2 separate regions of the Xenopus laevis genome follow, and region 1 is linked to region 2. The links are chromatin contacts, called in public Hi-C maps. All regions are on one chromosome and are shown on one strand. Each heading gives the region's core, a stretch centred on a gene start, on an enhancer-like site or on the middle of the called end of the contact. The rest is flanking DNA. Distances are from core to core; before and after follow the strand shown.

Region 1 (4,010 bases), core at 225-2,724, 170 kb before region 2:
CATAGAAATCAGTTATCCAGAGAGCTCTGAAATACAGAAATGCTAACTTAGAAATTTGCCTCACTTGAAAATTCTTTTATTGGCCCAATTATCGTTCAGTTTTCACAAGGCTGAAAACCGAACAGAAACTTGAGACCCGAACAGGTCTTAGAAAAGCTGAACTGTTTCGGGTCAAAACCGAAAAGGTGGCAACCCTAGACATACAGTATGCTTAATATCTCTTTGGTTCAACTCCTTAAGCACATATAGTCAGCACAGCAGCACTCTACAATAAATAATATCGTACATACATGTTCCGTGCCTTTATATAAGAACTGTTATTTATATTCCATATACGGACACCCAAAGTGTAGTAGGTGTTTAGTAAATCTTATCTGTGTGATTGTTTTTTTTTTATATGTATGATTCATTAGTGTGCTTCTTAAACCTTACATTTTTCTTACTTCAAAATATGCAGCTATACTGTTTATCAGTGGTGAACTTCGAAATATTGTGGCTCAGCCAATTAGACCTGGTACGTTCAGTAATTTATAGCACAAGCAGGACCGCCATCATCAATCGCAGGGCCCCATACAACAAAATTTCCTGGGCCCCCTATTGGTGGTCAGGACCCCCCATAAAAAACATTTGTGGACAGGGCCCCCCCATTTAAAAATATTGGTGGCAATGGCGGCCCTGAGGACAAGTACAGCAGGCCTGGACTGAGAATTAAAATAGGCCCTGGCATTTCAGGTACACAAAGGCCTAATAAGCTCACACAGAGGCCGAAACAGCCCCACCAGCCCACTAAATACTGACTTTTTGTGGCACCTTATAGCAGACCCTCTGGCATTTGCCAGAACCCACAGATTGCCAGTCCGGGCCTGAAGTAGTGTCGGACTGGGATGCCAGGGGCTCACCAGAAAACTTTAGACCGTGGGCCCATTTTGCAAACTATTATACCATGTTTTACCATAAAGAAATAGGGAATGACCATTAAATAGGCCAAATGGCTACAAGCAAAAGGGCCCACTGACACCTGGGCCCACCGGGAGTTTTCCTGGTATCCCAGTGGGCCAGTCTGACACTGCTCAAAGTATCTTTTCTGCAGCTTTTAAAAATGTTTGGTTAAAGATTAAAATAGTTAAATAATGTAAAAATAGTTGTATAGTGTAAAATAATAAAGGCTATTAGTAAAACAGAATTAATAACGATTTTCTGTAGTTTAATGAACTGACAATAATAGCATAACCAATCAAGTTATTGTCACCGGAAATTGAGGTTGGAAGACATTTATTTTATAACTGTTTTGTATAAAGTTATCGAACGTATGACAGTCTTTCTTTTAGTGGACAACAAGAGGGCGCTCTATACTAGCAAGAGCAGAAGATTGAGAAGATTGAGCTGTGTAGGCATCCGTGGCGCGCTTGGGACTATGGGAGATGAGGCAATATGGCTGCCGCTTATGAGAGAGACAGGAAGGCGCAATAGATCGTGGGAACTGCTGAGCTGCGCTGGGAGTATCTGAGTGATTCGCACTCTACTGGGACCGAGGTAAAACGGAAATGGGAGTAGGAGCTGGAGCAGTTGTACCCCGCTATAGATAATGTTGTATAAGTGCGGCCCAGCAGCAAGTTACCCGGGCTCAGGCGCAGAGCAATGGAACCTAGTGTTTTTAAGCCTATTCATATATTTGCATTAACAGCTCAGCTCTGGAGGAGGAGAATATATATTCATACAAACACATATACGGGACTATTTTGTACAGCTTGTTGTTGTTTGCAGTGTCCAACTTATAAAGAGCTCCAGCTGCTGAACTGCACAGGGACAACCTTGGACTGACAGCAGGATGGTGTGATCAACAACTTCATTGCTGCTTCCAGCACAGAGGCAAACATTTTGGCCATGTCTCCAAAACAACACGACCCAGTGAACAAAGACACATGCCTTACATTAGGATGATGAATACACTATGGTCCTTGTATTTTATGACACAATCTGGGGGGTTGGTCACTTTTGAGTTAACTTTTAGTATGATGTAGAGAGTGATATTCTGAGACAATTTGCAAGTGGTTTTCATTTTTTACCATTTAAGGTTTTTGAGTTATTTAGCTTTTTTATTCAGCAGCTCTTGCATTGTTAACGATCTGGTAGCTCGGGTCCAAATTACCCTAGCAACCATGCATTGATTTAAATAAGAGACTGAAATATGAATAGGAGAGGACCTTACTAGAAAGATGAGTAATAAAAAAAAAATAAAAAAATAAAAAAAAGCAGCAGTAATAAGTGTGTAGTCATACAGAGCATTTGCTTTTTAGATGGGGTCAGCGACGTCCACCTGAAAGCTGGAAAGATTCTGAAGAAAAAGGTAAATAATTCTAAAAAAAAATAATAATGAAAAACCAGTGGGAAAAGTTGCTTAAAATTGGCCATTCTATTACATACTAAAAGTTTGCTTAAAAGTGAACCACCCCTAAATATTTTATGACGTGGCCCCCAAGCATTTCCTGATACATACACAGCCCGGGCCCTGTCAGGATTCCCTGTCCTCTAGTGTCTGGGTGGCTGCACTTTCTATAATGGATCCCCAACCTTTTTATACCTGTGAGCTGGGTTTAAATACAAAAAAAAAAAAAGTTGGGGAGCAACACAAGCATGAAAATAATTCTGAGGGGTGCCCTGTAAGGACTGCATTTGTTTTTTTTTTGGTAACCTCTTTGTGGACTGGCAGATTACAGATCGGTCTATTTGGCAGTACACTTGGTTTTTACGCCTCCAAAATATTTCTCCATGTCAAAAATAAGCACCTGCTTTAATGCCACTTGGAGCAACATCAAAGGGCTTGGTGAGCATGTTGCTAGTGGACCACAGGTTGGGGATCACTGTTCTATATGGAAAAGCCTTTTTGATTTTTTTTATTATTTGTGCCCCTGAGGAAGACCCTTAAGGTCGAAACACGTTGGGCTCACCAAATATAATTTTGTAATTTTTCCTTTTTTAGTAATGAATGTATTTTTCTTCAATTAGGTGTGCTATTCGTTTTGATTATATTTACTATATGGAAAAGCCAGCAGGAGGGCAGGACATTAAAGGGGTGGTTCACCTTTAAGGTTACTTTTGTTATAGAATGGCCAATTCTAAGCAACTTTTCAATTGGTTTTCATTATTTTTTATAGTTTTATAATTATTTGCTTTTTTCTTCTCACTCTTTCCAGCTTGACCCCTTCTAAAAAAAACAAACAAATGCTTTGTAAGGCTACAAATGTATTGTTATTGCTACTTTTTATTCCTCCTCTTTCTATTCTGGCCTCTCCTATTTATATTCCAGTCTCTTGTGCAAATCAATATGTGGTTGCTAGGGTAATTTGGACCCTAGCAACCAGAATGCTTAAACTGCAAACTGGAGAGCTGCTGAATAAAAAGCGAAATAACTCAAAAAACACAAATAATAAAAAATGTAAACCAATTGCAAATTGTCTCAGGATATCACTCTCTATATCATACTAAAAGTGATCTCAAAGGTGAACAACTCCTTTAAGGGGGGGTATGCTGTAGTGCAGAATGTGTAGACTTTTGCTTCCATAGCAGCCCTACAACCCTAAATGTAAACGAGAAGCCTAGCCATGTTGATTCTAATACATTCTTAACATGAAATATTCCTTTCTCAAAGGGTACAAGCTTGCTGACATAGTTACCATATGCACCTAAACAGCCCGCTTGACCTTTATATCTAATGATGTTATTTGCCCTTTAACGGCATAGGTGTGCCGAAAACCTGAAGAGCGTTTGGTGTAAATGGGTTAAACCCCTGTTTCTTTACTGTCTGTCTCCTGATATTGTTGTGCTACAACTCCCTGCAGCATACAATCCAAGGTAAAAGGTTGCTGGGAGTATTAGGAAGGTACATCTGTTACAGTTCAATGCAGCACAAATGTGAAGCTTAGTGATCTAGATCAAAGGGCCAATTGCCTATCATATTTTTTATGATGATAATCTTTCTAGTGCCTTTGGAGACAGTGACACAACAGGGG
Region 2 (3,909 bases), core at 442-2,941:
AACTCAAAGGTGAACAGCCTGTATTTTCTTTTCCATGCTGAAGGACACCTTATTTATTAAAGGGCACAAGATCAAAGAGTAGCCTTTAAACCCTGTGCATGATTACCAGGAAGCCGGCAGTATTATCATGCCTGGTTTCAAGTCTGTCTGTTTTACAATGGCTTGGCATGAGTTGAGAAGGGAAACACGTCTTGTTTATTGATCGCATTATCTCCTCCCATGAAATTGTTGCACTCTGCAGTCTGAACAAAGGAAACAATGAACCCCAAGCAGGTTGCCAAGAAATGAAACCTATAGGGCTCCAAGCATTGCTGGGTATCAAAAGTCACTTTGTGGTTTATAAGCCGCACTCTCTAATAACCCCGTGTTAATGTTTATTGGCTCTTCTGCTAATGGAAATTTCCTTTAACCAGCCCCATTAAACATGCACCCAGAGGGCGGGAAAAGTTGATAGCATTCAAGCATGTAATAGGATTTAAATCGCAAGTGCGCCCAGCCAGAGGTGGGCAGAAACATCTCACCCTATTGAAATTGCTGTTTGTATATAGACAAAGAGAGGAATAGCAGTAAAGGCATGGGGGCCCATTTACTGTATTTGGTGCAACGCTAGCTACTAATATGTTTCAGGAAAACACCATAAATAAGGCAACTGCACTGTCATTATGGGGCAGGGGTGTAACTATAGAGGAAGCAGACCCTGTGGCTGCAGGGGGCACAGGAGGGGCCCCATGAAGCCCTAATTAATGAACAATTTTAACATTTATTGGTAAAATGGATAGCCTCTGGATATGCTGGAGGCCCTAAAATGAATTTACTGTGGGTCCAGTAACTTCTAGTTATGCCACTGCACTAAAGCACAGGGGAGCGCAGTAGCCCTAATGCCTGCCTTGCATAGACATGTAGGACTCTTGTGCCATTCAAGAAGCATTTATTGTAAGTGCACCCCATGTCCCCCCCCCATGAGTACCATTCACTAAGCAGTGCAAACGTTAGTATTTACATCGTAATATAGTAAGTTATGGTTGAAAAAAAGCCACATGTCCATCAAGTTAAACATTTTAAGTCTGCTTAACTACTAGTTGATCAAGAGGAAGCCAAAAACCTTTCTGAAGCCTCTCCAATTTGCATCAGAGGGGGGAAAAAGCCTTCCTGACAAGATGACAATAGGACCAGTCCCTGGTCATTTGCATAATCCAGTGCAATATTTTGCACCCGTTTGCTGCAGCTGCAATTGTGCTGGAATTCTGTGGTGGGTGGCATGTTGTATTGCACAAATAATTTACTTAGCATTTTGTTCACAGGGCTGGCAACAATTAATTTTTTGTGGGGCTACCTGTGTTTATGCCTCAGCAAGGGAGAAACAAGGGGTATGGTAGGGGTGTTACAGAGTTGGGATGTTTCATGAGTAAAGTATTGCATCAGGTCCGGTACCCATGGAATACTCCGTATATAGTATTCAATAGTCCCTCGATCTGCCCAATGTTTGTGTGCACTTTAGACCTTTGTTAGGCAAGAGGCACATACATTATTTATTTGCGGTGTGGCAGCTGTGTGCCACAAATTTCCAAATCCGCCACAGCCTGCCAAATCACTACAGATCACTAATTATTTGCAAAGAGCTGCTGTAAGTTCAGCAGTATATAGCCATTCTATGCAGGGGCTTTTGTCCACCTTTCAAACACAGTATTCCTCTATGCATCCTAACTGTCCTATGAATAGTATCCTGCTGTCACAATTCATATGTGCTGTGATGTGCCAAGCTCATGGCTGTCGCTGGCCTTTTGTCTATATGATTTCAACAAACACAATCTTACTTTCACAGCTTATTTATTTATTTTTGTTTTGCATTCCTATTGAGTGAGGCTGTTATCAGTCTTGCAAAACACATCAACACTTTCCTTGGGACAGTAGGCCAAGATATGCATTTCACATGACTTAATGTACTTCCTATGGCCTCTGTAAATATCCCTGGCAACCCTATTGTTTTCATGAGAATCTTCGGAGCGTTGACTTTTTTATCGTATTAAATCAATAATAGCTACCATATCAAACAAAGCAGCCGCTCACAGCTCCATAGACACTCCTGTGCTTCTGGAGTACAGGTGCACACTTTCTGGGTTTTTAAATCCTCCCCATCCACAAATATAGAAAAAAGTTAAAAACAGCAACACCATGCTCCGTATAAATATAAGTTTATTTAGTCCATTTAAAACAGACCACCACTACACCAAAGCCTTACGCTTTTCAGTCTGTACTGCCCTTAATCATAGGCATAAAACAACCAAGTTCCCTTAGCTGCTATATAACATGGTCGAGCTAAACACTACAACACCCTCTAGTGACACATTAAAAACATTAACAAATTTAAAGGGGAACAATGTTGTTATTTCCAAGTACAGGCATGGGATCTGTTATCCAGAATGCTCTGGACCTGGGGTTTTCCAGATAACGGATCTTTCTGTAATTTGGATCTTGATACCATAAGTCTACTAAAGATCATCTAAACATTAAATAATATAATAAATCATAATTATTTAATAATAATAATAATAATAATAAAATAAAAGTAATACATTTTTTATTAGATTTTAGGTGGACTAGCTTAGGAACAGGGGTGCTTTACCAATGAGGTGACTTGAGACTGTCGAATTTCCAGACCCCCTCAGGTGCAAAAAGGTAAGCGCACAGGGGAGGGGGGGGGCGGCAGCAACTGCTGCTGCTTCGGGCGACGGAGGGGCCAGGATCGCCCCTGCTTATGAGGAATGTCATCAGTGACATTGGAAGGTCAGGTTATTGTCAAAAACACAGACTGATATGCCTCTGAACGGCAAGTGCCTAACCAAAGGTTGTAGAAATTCATGTGTGATTGTAAGTATTTTGTTGCCCATGGAGCTATTAATCTCAAGGGCCTCAAAATGCCAAAATAACAACGTGTGACATTCCCTTTATAGAACCTAGGGAAGTGCTGCATAAATAATATAGTTACACGTTGATCTCTAAATACTTGGGCTAAACATTTGCAAAGGGAAAATAACAGAGAAGATTGGGTGGTCTATTAAAGGAGTACAAAACTCCATGTTCAAGAAGCCACACACAATCCAGCAGTCAATCTTTACAAAAGGCATTTGTGTATTCAAATGGGTCCTTTCAATACAGGTCACTGGGTGCAGCTAAAATGTTTTGTGTCCTGACTCTCTGTCCTTAAAGAACCTGATTTTATTTGAACTCAAGAATTTCATAGGAAAAAACTTAAAGCGTCTTAAAAGCGTTTCTCAAATATTTGGCAATCCTATGACAAGGTGCTAAGCAACTGGGAATGTCGGTATTTTAATCGGGCTCCTTTTTAACAGGTGGTAAAATGGCAATGAGACAGCCTGTAGGTGTTCATTATAAGTGATTGAACGGACTGATGCACCAGATTTGGCCTTTATATCAGAAGCCCCAAGCACTAGGCTTTGCACTATGTCCCACCAACGTTCTTCAGCTCTCATGCTTTTCCATTGACCCAGTGACGTCTGTTTGGCTCTGCAGAAGAATTCAAACGATTTTTATCTGATTAATTGTTGTTTCAGGTCATTCCCCAGCACCTACTGAATGTTTTAACGTTGCATTTTCCAGCCAGCAAGGGAGAAATCTGGTATAAATGTGTTTTTCAGACTCAAGAGGTCATCCTTCTGTTATAAATGCTTCTTGTTTTCAGTTCCTGAATTTTCATCTCTTGTCTGCCAGCTGAAATATTCCCAGATACTTGATTTTCCTCGACAGTTTGGATCATTTTCCTATTTTTGCTAAATTAAGGCTTGGCTCAGCCTCTTGATTCACAAAGCATATTTTTGCCTGGAAACCCAGCGGAGCATTGGAACAATGCAGCTAATGGTGATGAAATAGATTCTGTATCGCGGCTCTGAA

What was found. A called contact is a pair of places that touch in the nucleus more often than the background predicts.
Region 1: a Hi-C map of the XL177 cell line shows a contact between it and region 2, with 2.6 times the contacts expected there. The contact joins the promoter of c12orf4.L here to the enhancer-like site in region 2. A contact is called at or near these places in 2 of 4 Hi-C or Micro-C datasets (the XL177 cell line and the XTC cell line).

What each region holds. Positions count from the first base shown.
Region 1 is chr3L:23,640,975-23,644,984 of Xenopus_laevis_v10.1, reverse strand. c12orf4.L (chromosome 12 open reading frame 4 L homeolog) reads left to right here and starts at 1,474. Exons shown (of 14, transcript NM_001085975.1): 1 at 1,474-1,533.
Region 2 is chr3L:23,471,258-23,475,166 of Xenopus_laevis_v10.1, reverse strand. No RefSeq gene overlaps it. Among protein-coding and RNA genes, the nearest start is that of fgf23.1.L, 19 kb to the left of the region's middle. Within about 2 kb of position 1,691, at least 1 of the 7 cell types and tissues checked has an H3K27ac peak or open chromatin away from gene starts, as enhancers often do.